Regions from separate parts of the Gossypium arboreum genome. Here region 1 is linked to region 2. A link is a contact called in public Hi-C data. All regions are on one chromosome and are shown on one strand. Each heading gives the region's core, a stretch centred on a gene start, on an enhancer-like site or on the middle of the called end of the contact. The rest is flanking DNA. Distances are from core to core; before and after follow the strand shown. Region 1 holds the start of LOC108473836 (protein ROLLING AND ERECT LEAF 2-like). Region 2 holds the start of LOC108455349 (indole-3-pyruvate monooxygenase YUCCA6-like).

Region 1 (6,813 bases), core at 1,919-4,418, 660 kb before region 2:
GCGCGGAATATCTCAGGCAACCGGATTTTAAGACTTCCAATAGATTTCTCTCGCACTTGAATGCAGTGCTTTTTGAGAGCTTCGGCTTCCTCTTCCAACCTCTTTTTCAAGCTCTCGACCACAAGCTGCCTCTCGGAGACAGGATCCTTTGCATTCATGTCTTCACCTGCATCTATTTCATCCAATGCAGATCTTCGTTGCTTGTACTTGTGATACCATTCCTCGAATGCCTGGCTCTTGCGCAAGAATTCCTTCCTAGTTTCCTCGCATTTTTCTTTTAGCTTCATCTCTTCGTCTTGATGGATGATTATTGTTTTTATCACTGCAGCAAATGAAGAGATAGCGGATTTGGCAACCTCGTCAGGAAGCTTTTCAAGACAATCGTGCCATGCATGAAGGAGTGCTTGGATGGGAGGATTCTGCGCTCGCGGAGGAGATGAGATTTTCTCTTTCAAGCTGCTTTCGATAGGGATGAGATTCAACTTTAACCAGTTGTTGAGAGATAGAATGTATTGCTTTTGATTGGTCACGAGCTTATCAAATTGCGAATGCCACTCTTGGACAACGTTATGAAGTTGGATGGTCCAGTCGTGGTGTTGCTTTGTTGTTTCTTTGGAACTGAGGGCAACGTCAAGAGACTTAAGCTTTTCAACAACCTTGAGCTGCCTATCATGATGTATGCACATGCTTGCCCACATGTTAGCCATCCTGCAAATTAGATGTCAAAATTTATGGTCATGATTAAATTCAATTCAAGCCATTGGCAATAAGTAGGTCTCTTAATCTGAACAGGCAACACAAACAATCCTGGATAAACTTATGAAGTAAAGATGCCAATTACAGCAATATTAGAACCAATATACAAATTTCTAGATATTTTCATAGGAAAACTTACCCATCAACAAGCATAACAAGTTTCGGATATAACTGCTCATCACGTAATCGATTAACTTCTGACACTGTTGAATCCATGGACTGCATGTCAACTATGTACCTTGTATGCAAATGACTTACAGCCGCCTTTGTTTTCTCCAATGATTCAGCACTAGCGCCACGTTTCTTCTGCTTGTTTAACCAAGCTACCTTCCTTTTATACTCGAGCTTCATCAGCTCTCCTTGCTACAATCGGGACCAAATTTTCATAACATTCGGAACAAGTTTAAAAAACAAGCTTAACAACATGCCTATCAACATGGATCGCCATGAAAAGCAGTTGGCCATAAAAAAAGAAAAGAAAAAGTGAAGAGAGAAACAGATAAACCAGAGTCTTAAAATGTACCTTTACTTCATCATAAAGTTTCTTTTCCCATGCTAGCAACTTATCCAGGACAGTGGCGTGAGACTCGTGCTCTTCAGAATCAAACTCATCCTTCCTGTTTTCACCGTTTGTCATACCTCTGAAAGAACTATTCCATGTAATGACACGCATTACCCTCGCGGAATGATCAATATGTCCTACGATCAATGAGATCATTACATTAAAGATAAAGCAATTCTCTTTCTAATTGCAACTACAAATTGCAGGACAAGATCTGCACAAAAAATTTAAAACTTTTAGATCATTTCAACTATGCCATTTTACTCAATAAAAAATAGCAGCTTTGTTTTGTGGTAAAGAATAAAGTATAAAGATGTAAGGTCAAGGCCAGATTAAAACATAAAGGTAAAGCACAACAAGATCTAAATGCAAAGACACACTTTACACAAAAAGTCCATTAAATCATTTAAAAATACAAAAAAGAAAAATTTCCCCCAGATCCAAACAGTCTTTCACATAAAATTGCAGTGAAAACCTAAATTTATGAAATTCAACTAGGTGCAGAACATGAAACATGGAAAACCTAAACTGTCACAATCAAAACATATTAGGCAACTTAGAAAAGCAAGCAGATTACCTCGATTATCAGCAAAATTGGAATGATAATGCAACCTGGTAGCCTCCAGCATCTTAGAAACCTCTTGAGCACTCTCTGAGCATTTCAAGAAATGGTCATCAATCTCATTCAAAACCAGCATCAAATTCACACTAGAAACGGCCTTCACCATTCTCCTGAAATCTGCCGGAGCCGTTTTCGAATGCTCCATCTGTACCTGTTGTTTCCCCTTAACATCATCCTCCACCGCCATCTTCTCCGGCCTCTCCGGAGTCTTGGGCTCAATCTCACTATCGGCTCCGCCATGGCTATTAAACCCCACACCACTCACATTGTTAGCGAAAGGTTCAGCATTTCTAACCTCGGTCTCGTTGTCATTGTTGTCCAAATCCAAGCTCGGACCCGGCATGTTATTGTCGACCATAAAGAAGTAATCCCAAGCCATGTGTTTAGCTTCCGGCATCGGCGGCGGGTGGGTCACATTGTTGTTCTTCGATGTCGACGCCGTCATATCTTCCTTATTAGGCCCTCGTGAGTCTTTTCTGAGACCTTCATTGTGATTTTTTTCAAGCGCCTCGTTTTCTACATGATTTTCTTCTTCTTCTTCTTCTTCCTCTTCTTCTTCTTCTTCAATAGCGAGTGAAGAATCGAACTCCTTGCGACTCTTGATGGGCATTTCTGGCATGCTGAGGGCGCGTTTGATGGGAGCGACGGGGCTAGGGGAGAAGTTAGGAAGCGGAGGAGGTGGAGGAAGGTTGTCCATCATAGGAGGCGGAGGAGGCGGCTGAGGAGTGGAGTCAAGTGGAGGAATCCCACGTGGTTGTTCTTCGAGGGGCTCTTCAGCTTCCCCATGACCGTAGTCACTCAAGGCAGCGCCGGTGTTCTTCAACGAAATGGCGTACCCAGAGTGACCGGCGGCGAAGGCGTTTCGAGCTAAGACCGCATCTTTCATCAAGTTCTTCCGGTCCTTGCATCGAACCACAGATTCTTCGTTCTCTATTCTGGACTGGGCACACCCCATTTTTAGCAGAAACAATTGGCCAGTTAGCAACCACCGGTTCCGACAGCCAAATAAATCCAATGCTGCGCCGTTCGCGGTGGTTCTTTCGGCTATTATCTTTAGATATTTGGTTTGGGGATTAGAAATATTGAGAGTGGGATACTGCCAAGGATAGGACAACGAGAAAAGGAGAAGACAAAGGCAGACAGTGCAGCAGAGCAGCGCAGAGCTGAGGCAAAGAGAGTGATGAGAGTGGGGTATATGCGTTTGTACTCGCTGTCCTTTTCTCTATATTTTTAAATTAACGGTCACATTATTTTATAAAAAAAAATGCAATAACGTTTCACGACGGCGTTTTATTGCTGATATAGATGGTTTACTTCTACTTTTACTCCCTATATTATTTTTATGGTTAAGATATGCGACAAGTAATTCTACTTTTGAAAATTAAGAATTTAGTGTATGTGCTTAAATTTAATAGAATTTAGTTTTTTTATTTTTAGATTTTAAAATTTAGGTCTAATTATTAATAATGTTAAAATTTTGTTAAATTTATTGTTATGATATTTTAAAATAAAAACTCACTTGATAGTCATGTAACTAAAAAAATACTTTGTAGTTAACTTGAATTTAATAAAAAATTTAATAATATTTAATAGTTAAACCTGAATTTTAAAATTTAAAAAATAGAAAAATTAAATTTCATAAAATAAAAATATAAAGATTAAATTCTCAATTTTTAAGAATTACATATACTTGTGGCACATTTTAAACTAATTTTATTATACTTCTTTAAGATAACTTTGATTTGTAATATCTAAAAGAATAGTTATCTAAAAGAATGAAGATAACTATTTTTAACATAAATAATACATGAATTTTGAATCGAGTTTAACAATAAAAAAAACGTCGAAATCTAAGGTTTTTTGTCGGTTATTAGGTTTGGAGTAGTTTTCTTACGAGTTCTTCAAATTTTTTATTGAAGTTTTTGTGTAAAAATAAAATAAACACAGATTTTAAGTTTTTCATTTAAGAAAAACTTAAATAAATAATATTTAATTTTTTTGGATTTTATTAGTTAAAAAGTGTCACGTGTCAATATATAATTAGTAAAGCATTTTTTAACAGTGTCAATTTTTAGAGTAATTTGAGTAATAGAACATAATTTAAACACCACTTATGACTAAAAACAAAATTTAAGGATCAACTTACTAAAAATGTGTATAATTTAAATACAATTTCATAATTTAAGTCTTACTCAAAAAATAATTCATACATAATTTCCATAATATGAAAATCCAACTAAAACATAAAAGAGTAAACTATAACCATGGTCACTTTTATTTATCTTAGGTTATATTTTAGTCACTTATATTTAAAATGTTATGTTTTAGTCATTTACATTATTGTGTTGTAACATTAGTCACTGAGCTGTTAATCGTCATTAACGATGTAACGGTAAGTTGATGTGGCACGTTAAATTATCATTTCAAACGAAAATTTTAGGTAAAATTATATAATCGATCTCTATATTTTTTTTTCATTTTGAGTAGTTTAATTTTTTTCTTTTATGTTCTTTAAACTTTTTTTTTCCATTTTCTTCTGTTTCTCCCTCATTTTCCTATCTTTCCATTTCTTTTAACATATCAGGAAATCGAATTGATAGCGAAGAAAGAAGTAGGAAGTTGAAAGCCATCATAGCATGCTTCTTTCTTCGCTGTCAATTTGATTTACTGATATGTTAAAAGAAATGAATAAGGTAGGAAAACAGAGGGATCAATAGAAGAGAATGAAAAAAAGAGAGGAAAGTTAAAAGAACATAAATAAAAAAATTAAATTGCTCAAAATAAAAAAATAGAGACTAATTGTATAATTTAACCTAAATTTTTTGTTTGAAATGATGATTTAACGTGTCACGTTAGCTTACCGTTATACGTTAACGACAATTAACGACTCAGTGATTAAAATGTTACAACACGATAATGTAAGTGATTAAAACGTAATATTTCAAACATAAGTAACAAAAATGTAACCTGAGATAAATAAAAGTGACCATAAATATAGTTTACCCAATATAAAAATTTCAAGTAATCAACTTCTACCAGCTTGCCATTGGCCAACCCCAGTTTTGTTTTTTTAGCTTTATTATTAGATAACATTACTATATAAAAGATTACTGTAGTTGATAAAAAGTTAAAATGAAAACAAACACAGTTAAAAAGGTAGCAACGAAAAATCTCCATGGATTAGGTATTAGGTGAGCAGAAATTAGAGAGAGGAGAGAAGCTTAATAGATGACTATATATTTTGATATTTTGTATGTCCAATAGATACATCAAGATCTAAAATCTTAAAAGCTCGAAATAACAGCTTTTTTGTTATGCATGCTATACGTATATTTTTTAAACATTAATTTTATTATAGATTTTTCTCATTAATACAATGTTTAGAATTAATCATATTAATACGTTTCAAGTATATTCGAACTCATATTTTTTGTATTAATAATAATAATACCAATATCAATCAAACTCATATTTTTTATACTAATAATAATAATACCAATATCAATCGAGTTAAAATTTAATTAACTTAATAAATATATTTTAAAAGTTAAGAGAATCGCATTAAAAACCATTCAAATCATATAAAAATAAACCTATGGCTACCTTATAAGCTAGATTAATACGGTGGGTGTATGAACATCCATCTCCTTGGCAAGAGTAAGTACGTAATCATAATAACAAGCTTGACCAGAATTAATCGTAGGCAGCTTCAGAGGGATCAAGAGCTTCTACTATTTTTTATCTACTTTCAAATGCTATTAATTGCCTTGAAATAATTGGATTGGATTAGTGGATTAAACATAAAAATTGAAACTTTAATCGATTTAAACGATCACATTAATTGAAAATAGCTAGAACCATTTCGAATAAATGAAAATTGGAAAATAAATAAAATCAGATTTTATTATATTTTATTTTAAAAAAATTGGATTTTTTATTATGTTTTTGTTCATTTTATCTTCGATTTTTATGAATATATATATTTTTCTTATTTTTATTTTAATATTTAAAAATATTCATAAATTTTTAAAACTATTATTAATTTATTCTTTTAATTTTAAAATGATTAAACCATCCAAAAATAAAAATGAAAAATCCAAGATCTGACTTTTATAATACTAGTTTCTAGTGACTACAAACAAATTGTCATATAATGACGACTCTCAAGCTTCTTCGTTATACTAATTATTTACTAATTATTTTCATGAATTTTTTTTCACGATTCTTAAGCATCTTCTTTAACAGTGTCCATTTACTCTTCTTCGTTAAGCTAAAACTAAGATTTCGTTTAATCAGTGGATTATTCAACTTTCTAGTAAGTCTTATAGTTCTGTATGTTACGATTGATGAAGAGTAAGAATGTTAAAAGAGGTAAGAACAATAAGGTGTGAGTGGAGGCCCTGCATGAGGGTTGTATGTAATTAAAATGTTAGTAAACTAATCTGTAATGAGGATTCTAATGAAAATTCCATGATCTTTTAAGCAGTTGTTGTTGCCGGATTGGGAAGGGTAATGGAAATAGAAGCTCCAGGATGAGGTATAAGTAGGTCTCTGGTGAGTCTCTAAACCTGACTCCTGCACGTTATCTTATAATGATTCTTGTATGGTTGATCTTCATATAGATAAGCATATCTTCTTGAGGAGTTGTAGTATGTATGTATGTATGTATGTATGTATGTATGTATGTATGTATGTATGTATGTATGTATGTATGTTTTTTCTATGAAGCATCTATATGTATGTACTGAAGTGTACGATGTACTGCATGAAAATGGAGATGTGCGGTAAGCATGTATGGGAAATTATGTGTTAGGAAGTATGACTCTATTAAGGGTATGAGTGAAATCTATATAAATGTGTCCATTATGTTAAT
Region 2 (6,293 bases), core at 273-2,772:
ATTACTCTAAAAAAACCTCTCAAAAATCCTTTACAATAACTTTCTCCCCTAAAACTTCTTCCTCTCCCTTAATACAAAATATGAGAAGGCTTGTATAGCCATTTACAAAATATTTTTTATTGTTTATGTCTTCATTTGTAGGTACAATGGGTGGTGGAGTGTGGCTAGTGGAATAGGTAGTGGAGCAAGTGTAGCTAGTGGAGTTGGTGGTAGAGCAAGTGTGGCTAGTGGAGTTGGTGGTGGCAAAGGCTAGGATTTAGTTGAGAAAAGTTTAGGTTGTGGGCTAGGTTTTTTTATTTTAATTTGGGCTTAGGGTTTGGGCCATTGGGGTTTTGATGTAAATTGGGCTTTGGGTAGTTAAGATTTTGAGTTTTGGGTTTAATTTTGGTGGGTTAGGTAAGGCTAAATTGGGTTTTGACGTAAATGGGTTAAAATTGGCCTACAACAAATAAAAAATCTAATCTTTTGTTTTTCAATACTGAATAAAAGAGATAGAGGAATACAAATAAGACATACCTGAACTTTCCATTGAATCTATCTTTATGAAGGAATCAATTTGATTTCAACTATTTTGATCTTAATAATAGTTTTTCCAATCAAATGAGAAAGAAAAAAAAACCCATTGAAAAAAGAAGATATGGAAGAAAAATTAAAAAGATGATATGAACAGTTTTTTTAGTTAAGGTTTAAGTTTAAAAATTTTAATTAATTAAATTTTTAATTAAAAATCTATTTTTATCCCATTTAGAAATCCAAGTTGGCACTTAAAATCTAGTTGGATTGGGACGTAGGATTACCGTTAGAGAGATAACGGAACTTAACGGTAGAGTGATCACTTCGTAACAAAATAATAACATAAGTGACTAAAAAGAAACATTTCAAACATAAATGACTAAAATATAACTTGAGGCAAACAAAAGTGACTATTTTTATAGATTACCCTAAAAATAAAAATAAAAACTCCAAATCCAGTGAGAATCCTACCAACAATCTTCTAGATTAATATCTGTTTTAACTTATCTTAATCAGGATTAATTTAGGGATTATTTGTTAAGAATGGATTTATTTTACCATACATCCCCAAACTATAGTTTGAATTTTAAATTAGTCTTTAAATTTTAAAACATTCTAATTAAATTTTCAAAATTTTAATATTATATCAATCAAGTCCTTCCATCAACCTAATCGACAATTTCAATGTTAAATGGTAACCCTAAAGTATATTTAATACAAATTGACAAAATTTTAAACTATCATTAAAATCTATGATAGATATATACATGCACATATTATAAATGTTTTCCATATATCATATCAAAACTAGTCTTCTAGCACACCTGAGTCACGATTAAATAACAAATTCTGATACTAAATTGATAATACAAATAAAAAGAAATTAATAAACCAAAGCGAGGTTTAGTTCACAATTTCGGGGGGTTAATAAAAAGAATAAATGTAATGTGATGTCCCCACTTGAATTCTTTTTTAGCCTCCTTTACCACTTAAATTTTAATTCCCCCTCATATGTTTATGTGTATGAAATGAATTTCTGAGTGAACAAAAGGAATATATATAGAGAGAGAGTTATACACATATCACCGTCTCTTTGTTTCATTCCTTCGGTCTCTGTTTCACTCTCTTTCTCTCTCTTTCTCAGTCTTCAAATGCTGTTTAAGCCATTACCTGCTTAGCCCCAAATCATAGATCAAACAACAACTGAATTTTTCAACTCTAAGTGGATCACAACTCTCCAATATATAAAGGCCACACACAAAAACCTAATCTCCCTTTAAAGAAAGTAAATTTATCACTAAATCTCCGCCTAATCTTCTCCTACAACAACATACACCACGTTTTTTCTTGTCAAAATAACATGGTTTCTCTTCAGTTTTGCTTTTTCTCTTAAGCTCCACCACCCCCTTTTCTTTGCTCTTAGTCTTAGCAAACCCCAAAATTAAGGTAGCGTCACCACTTCTTTTGTATTCCATGGACAGCTTGAGAGAAATAGAAGGAAAACAAGCTCATGATCCTATATTCATTGAGAAGATGAATAAATCGTGTTCTCGGTCGTCGCGTTGCGTATACGTTCCGGGGCCACTCATCGTCGGAGCAGGGCCGTCGGGTCTGGCGGCGGCGGCTTGTTTGAAAGCCAAAGGTGTACCCAGTGTAATCCTAGAGAGATCCAATTGCATAGCATCGTTGTGGCAATTCAAGACCTACGATCGCCTACACCTTCACTTGCCGAAGCAGTTTTGTGAGCTTCCACTCATGGGGTTCCCTACCGACTTCCTTACGTACCCAACCAAACAACAATTCGTCGACTACCTCGAATCCTATGCCAAGAAGTTCGATATCAGGCCACGGTTCAACGAGACGGTTTCGCGAGCCGAGTACGACCCGACGGTCGGTTTTTGGCGCGTAAGAAGCGTGAGGTCGAAGGGAAAAGAGACGGAATACGTTTGCCGGTGGCTGGTGGTTGCGACGGGGGAGAATGCGGAGGAGGTGGTGCCGGAGATAGAAGGAATGGGTGAGTTCGGTGGGGATATAAGGCATACGAGTTCATATAAAAGTGGAGAAGAGTTTAGAGGGAAAAGGGTTTTGGTGGTGGGGTGTGGGAATTCAGGCATGGAGGTCTGTTTGGATCTCTACAATCACAATGCTAAGCCTTCAGTTGTGGTCAGAGATACAGTAAGAAAAAAAAAAAAAAAACCCTCTTTTTAACAACGGCTATGGCGTCTCTCTTTCTTCCCCTTTCTTTTCTTTTTCCTCTATAAACAGTTAAAGCTAAAAATCAACCCACTAAAGGATTTTGATAATTTTTAAAATTCTGAGTTGTTTTATAATAAAGTTAATTACAGTAAACAAAAAAAAAATCTCATGCTGTCCCCTCATGTTTTAGAATTGCAAAAAAACAAAAGAATTTCTCAATTTTCATTTTTATATGCCAACTAAAACATAGTCAAAGGAAATTGAAAACACATGGTTTTACTTAATGTTACTAACCGTGAATAAGTTTGGTAATGTTTTGTTGTTTAATAAACTTCGTACCAACAGGTTTCATTGTCTAAAAAAAGCATGGTTTTGTTGAGAATTACAAACCCTGAATAAATTTGATATTGTTTTCGATTGAAAATATATGTTTTGACTCTGCCTAAAAACAAACTTGAACAAGTTTTGTGCAAGGCATTCATACTGGTTTCATTTCATGGAATTGCCATGGTTGGCAGCTTCAAGTTCCAAAGATTTATCAAGCTTACAAAAAAAAGAACATCTTTCGTCTTTCACTTTCTTGGGATTAACCAAGCATGCGCAACACAAGACAAAACTTATGATCTTATTATATATGTTGTCGTAATGATGAAGATCTCGACACCACTATGAACAAAGTTTCCTCAATCAACTTAACAGCAAAAGATAGAGCTAATTTCCTCCGCTAACTCTATATAATTCTTTTTTTTTTAATGAAAATCCAAGGTACACATCCTCCCTCGAGAGATGCTGGGGAGATCGACTTTCGGGTTGTCCATGTGGCTGCTCAAGTGGTTGCCCATGCGGCTTGTCGACTGGTTCTTGCTGATCGTATCGTGGTTGATGCTCGGTGACACGGCTCGTTTCGGGTTGGACCGGCCTCGGTTGGGTCCCCTCCAACTCAAGAATCTGTCTGGAAAGACACCCGTCTTAGATGTTGGCACGCTTGCCAAAATCAAAAGTGGAGACATTAAGGTACTTTGCCTTTTGTGTCATTCATATCTCAATCACTTTTCCATTTGCCCTACTAACGAACTAGTTATACTGCTTTTTATTGATCCTATATTTTATATACTGTTGCTTTTTCGTTTTTGCTTCAACATTTTTTTTTTCTTTTTTACCTTGTATTACATTCCAAAATTCCCAAACTTTCAATCAAAGAATTTTCCCCTTCGCATTTGCATTTTTGGTGGATTTAATCCATTCCCTATAATTTGACTAAAGACATATTAAACTTTGGGGTTCATTTTTAAAAAAATATATGTTATATACTTTTTGGCTTTTTCTTTATTATAATTGCACAAATATGTTTAGAATGCCAAGTATATATATATATATATATATATATATTACGTCATCATGTATTTAAATAAGCCACTGTGAAAATATTTGATGGAATTAGTGAAACTAAAAAGATTAGAAAGTATCAAAATTATAATATAGAGACTGAATTCGTCAAAAACACAAAATACAGGGACTTTTTATATATTACATTTTGTATAAAACGTTGAAATTCTTAAGTGTGTTGGCATTGTAGGTATGTCCAAGCATCAAGTGCCTAAAAGGACATGCGGTGGAGTTTGTCAATGGCAAAACTGAAAACTTTGATGCAATCATCTTTGCAACTGGTTATAAAAGCAATGTACCCTATTGGCTAAAGGTATATACTATACCCTTTATCTTTCTTTTTTACTTTGTTTCTTTTTAAAAGATGATAAACAAAAGGGTTAGTCCCACCAAACATCCCTAAAACTATTGTTGAGTTTCTAAATTGGTCTTTCAACTTCAAAACTTTCTAACTGAGTCCTTAAAAGATCTTTAACTCGTCAATCAAGTTTTGCTTTCAACTTTGCCATTAATTTAGGCCTTAAATGGCAGTTTGGATATGATATGAAGCATACTCAAAACATGTAGATCAAACTATAAACATATGTATACTTATCATGTGGATAGTTCAGATCTAATATGTTAAAAAAGGACGGGATTATTTCTTTTCTTTTTTTTAACACATAAGATCTAAGTTGCCCGTGCAATAGGTATTTACATATTTATGATTTGATCCATATACTTTAAAAATGCTCCACATCAAATTTTGAGTTGGCATTTAACAATCAAGCTAATGGTTTGGCTAAGGAATTATTAATTGATGCATATTGAAGTTTGGAGACCAAATTAAAATTTGGGTAATAGTTGAGGATGTCAAGTGAAATTAACCCTAAAAAAAGAAAAAAAGGGGGCTAAAGAGAGGAAATGAAAATGTCAGGAAAGGAAGATGTTCTCAGAGAAAGATGGGTACCCTAGAAGGCCATTCCCTAATGGGTGGAAAGGTGAGAGTGGGCTATACGCCGTGGGGTTCACTAAACGTGGTTTGCTAGGTACATCAATGGATGCTAAGAGGATAGCTGAAGACATTGAATGGTGTTGGAAACGAGAAGCAAAGCATCACTTTTGTACTCATCATAATCATCATCATCATCATCATCACCATGGTTGACCTTTTTTTTTCTTTTTTTTTTTTTTGCGGGGGGGGGTGGGGGGGTTTGAAATCCTGAGAAAATATACAGATTTTGTATCTCACAGCAACACTGGCTTTTCAACTATTCATTAATTTACTGTCAAAGGAACATCAAAATCTTGATGTTGCCTTGCCTTACAATAGATGAGAAGAGAAAATTTTTATTAAAAAAAAGGCTGAATAGCTAAAGGTTTCAAACAAGGGAGAGAGTTTTGTCTCAGTGAACCCTTACCTTGGGAAAAGAAAAAGAGTTGGTGTTGTTTGGATAGTGGGAAAATCTCAGACCATCTGTACATCTTGTACATTATAATTTTCCTCTAAGCCATGATTCCTTGTTCCTTTTTTTTTTTTGCAGAGAGAAAAAAAGAAAAAAAGGCAAATTAGTGCTATAGGGTGTTTGATAATTGTTATGCAAATCGAATATAACAATCTTTTCCTTTAGGGTTTTTGTTTTGGGGTGTTCTTCAAGGTTACTTCATATTGCTTTTTTTTCTCCGGAAATTCTTTACAATGGGAGTTGAATAAATTCCAAGTTAAGTGGAGTTAATTTTTTTAGAGGGTAAATACTCATAAATTGAACTGTTTTTTTTTTTTAATTTGTAGAACTCTAACATAAAAAATATGGAATTTTTATCACTTAATTTTAATATAATTTTTTTGAGAGCTGGACTTATAACTTTTTCATCTTACTCTCTAAATTGTTTTGGGTTTACCAAATTTGGTAGCCTTTCTTAGTTTAATTCTTAAATTTAGAATTCATTAAGGTATAAAATTATGTCATGAAAATTATTTAAAAATTTATTATCAAGTGATTATGTGACAATCTCATCATGATACTTTAATAAAATTTAATTTTAAAGATTAAATTGAGAAAAATGAAAAATTTAAGATTAATATGAAAAAGTTTTAGAGATCAAACAAGAAAAGAAATTCTAAAATTCAAATATTAAATGTTTTTCTTTAGCCCTTGTACATAGTGAATCTTAATATCAAACATTGTTGTTTGAAAGCTAGGTAGAATCTAGATCAT

The links. Hi-C and Micro-C count contacts between places; a contact is called where the count stands out from the background.
Region 1: a contact with region 2 is called in a Hi-C map of leaf, with 4 times the contacts expected there. The contact joins the promoter of LOC108473836 here to the promoter of LOC108455349 in region 2. A contact is called at or near these places in 2 of 5 Hi-C or Micro-C datasets (both in leaf).

The regions. Positions count from the first base shown.
Region 1 is chr6:105,844,566-105,851,378 of ASM2569848v2, reverse strand. It overlaps LOC108473836 (protein ROLLING AND ERECT LEAF 2-like), which reads right to left and starts at 3,168. Exons shown (of 4, transcript XM_017775619.2): 1 at 1,896-3,168; 2 at 1,280-1,455; 3 at 896-1,119; 4 at 1-708. The coding sequence starts at 2,895.
Region 2 is chr6:105,186,205-105,192,497 of ASM2569848v2, reverse strand. It overlaps LOC108455349 (indole-3-pyruvate monooxygenase YUCCA6-like), which reads left to right and starts at 1,522. Exons shown (of 4, transcript XM_017753923.2): 1 at 1,522-2,688; 2 at 3,475-3,723; 3 at 4,286-4,408; 4 at 5,012-5,818. The coding sequence starts at 1,987. The coding sequence ends at 5,242.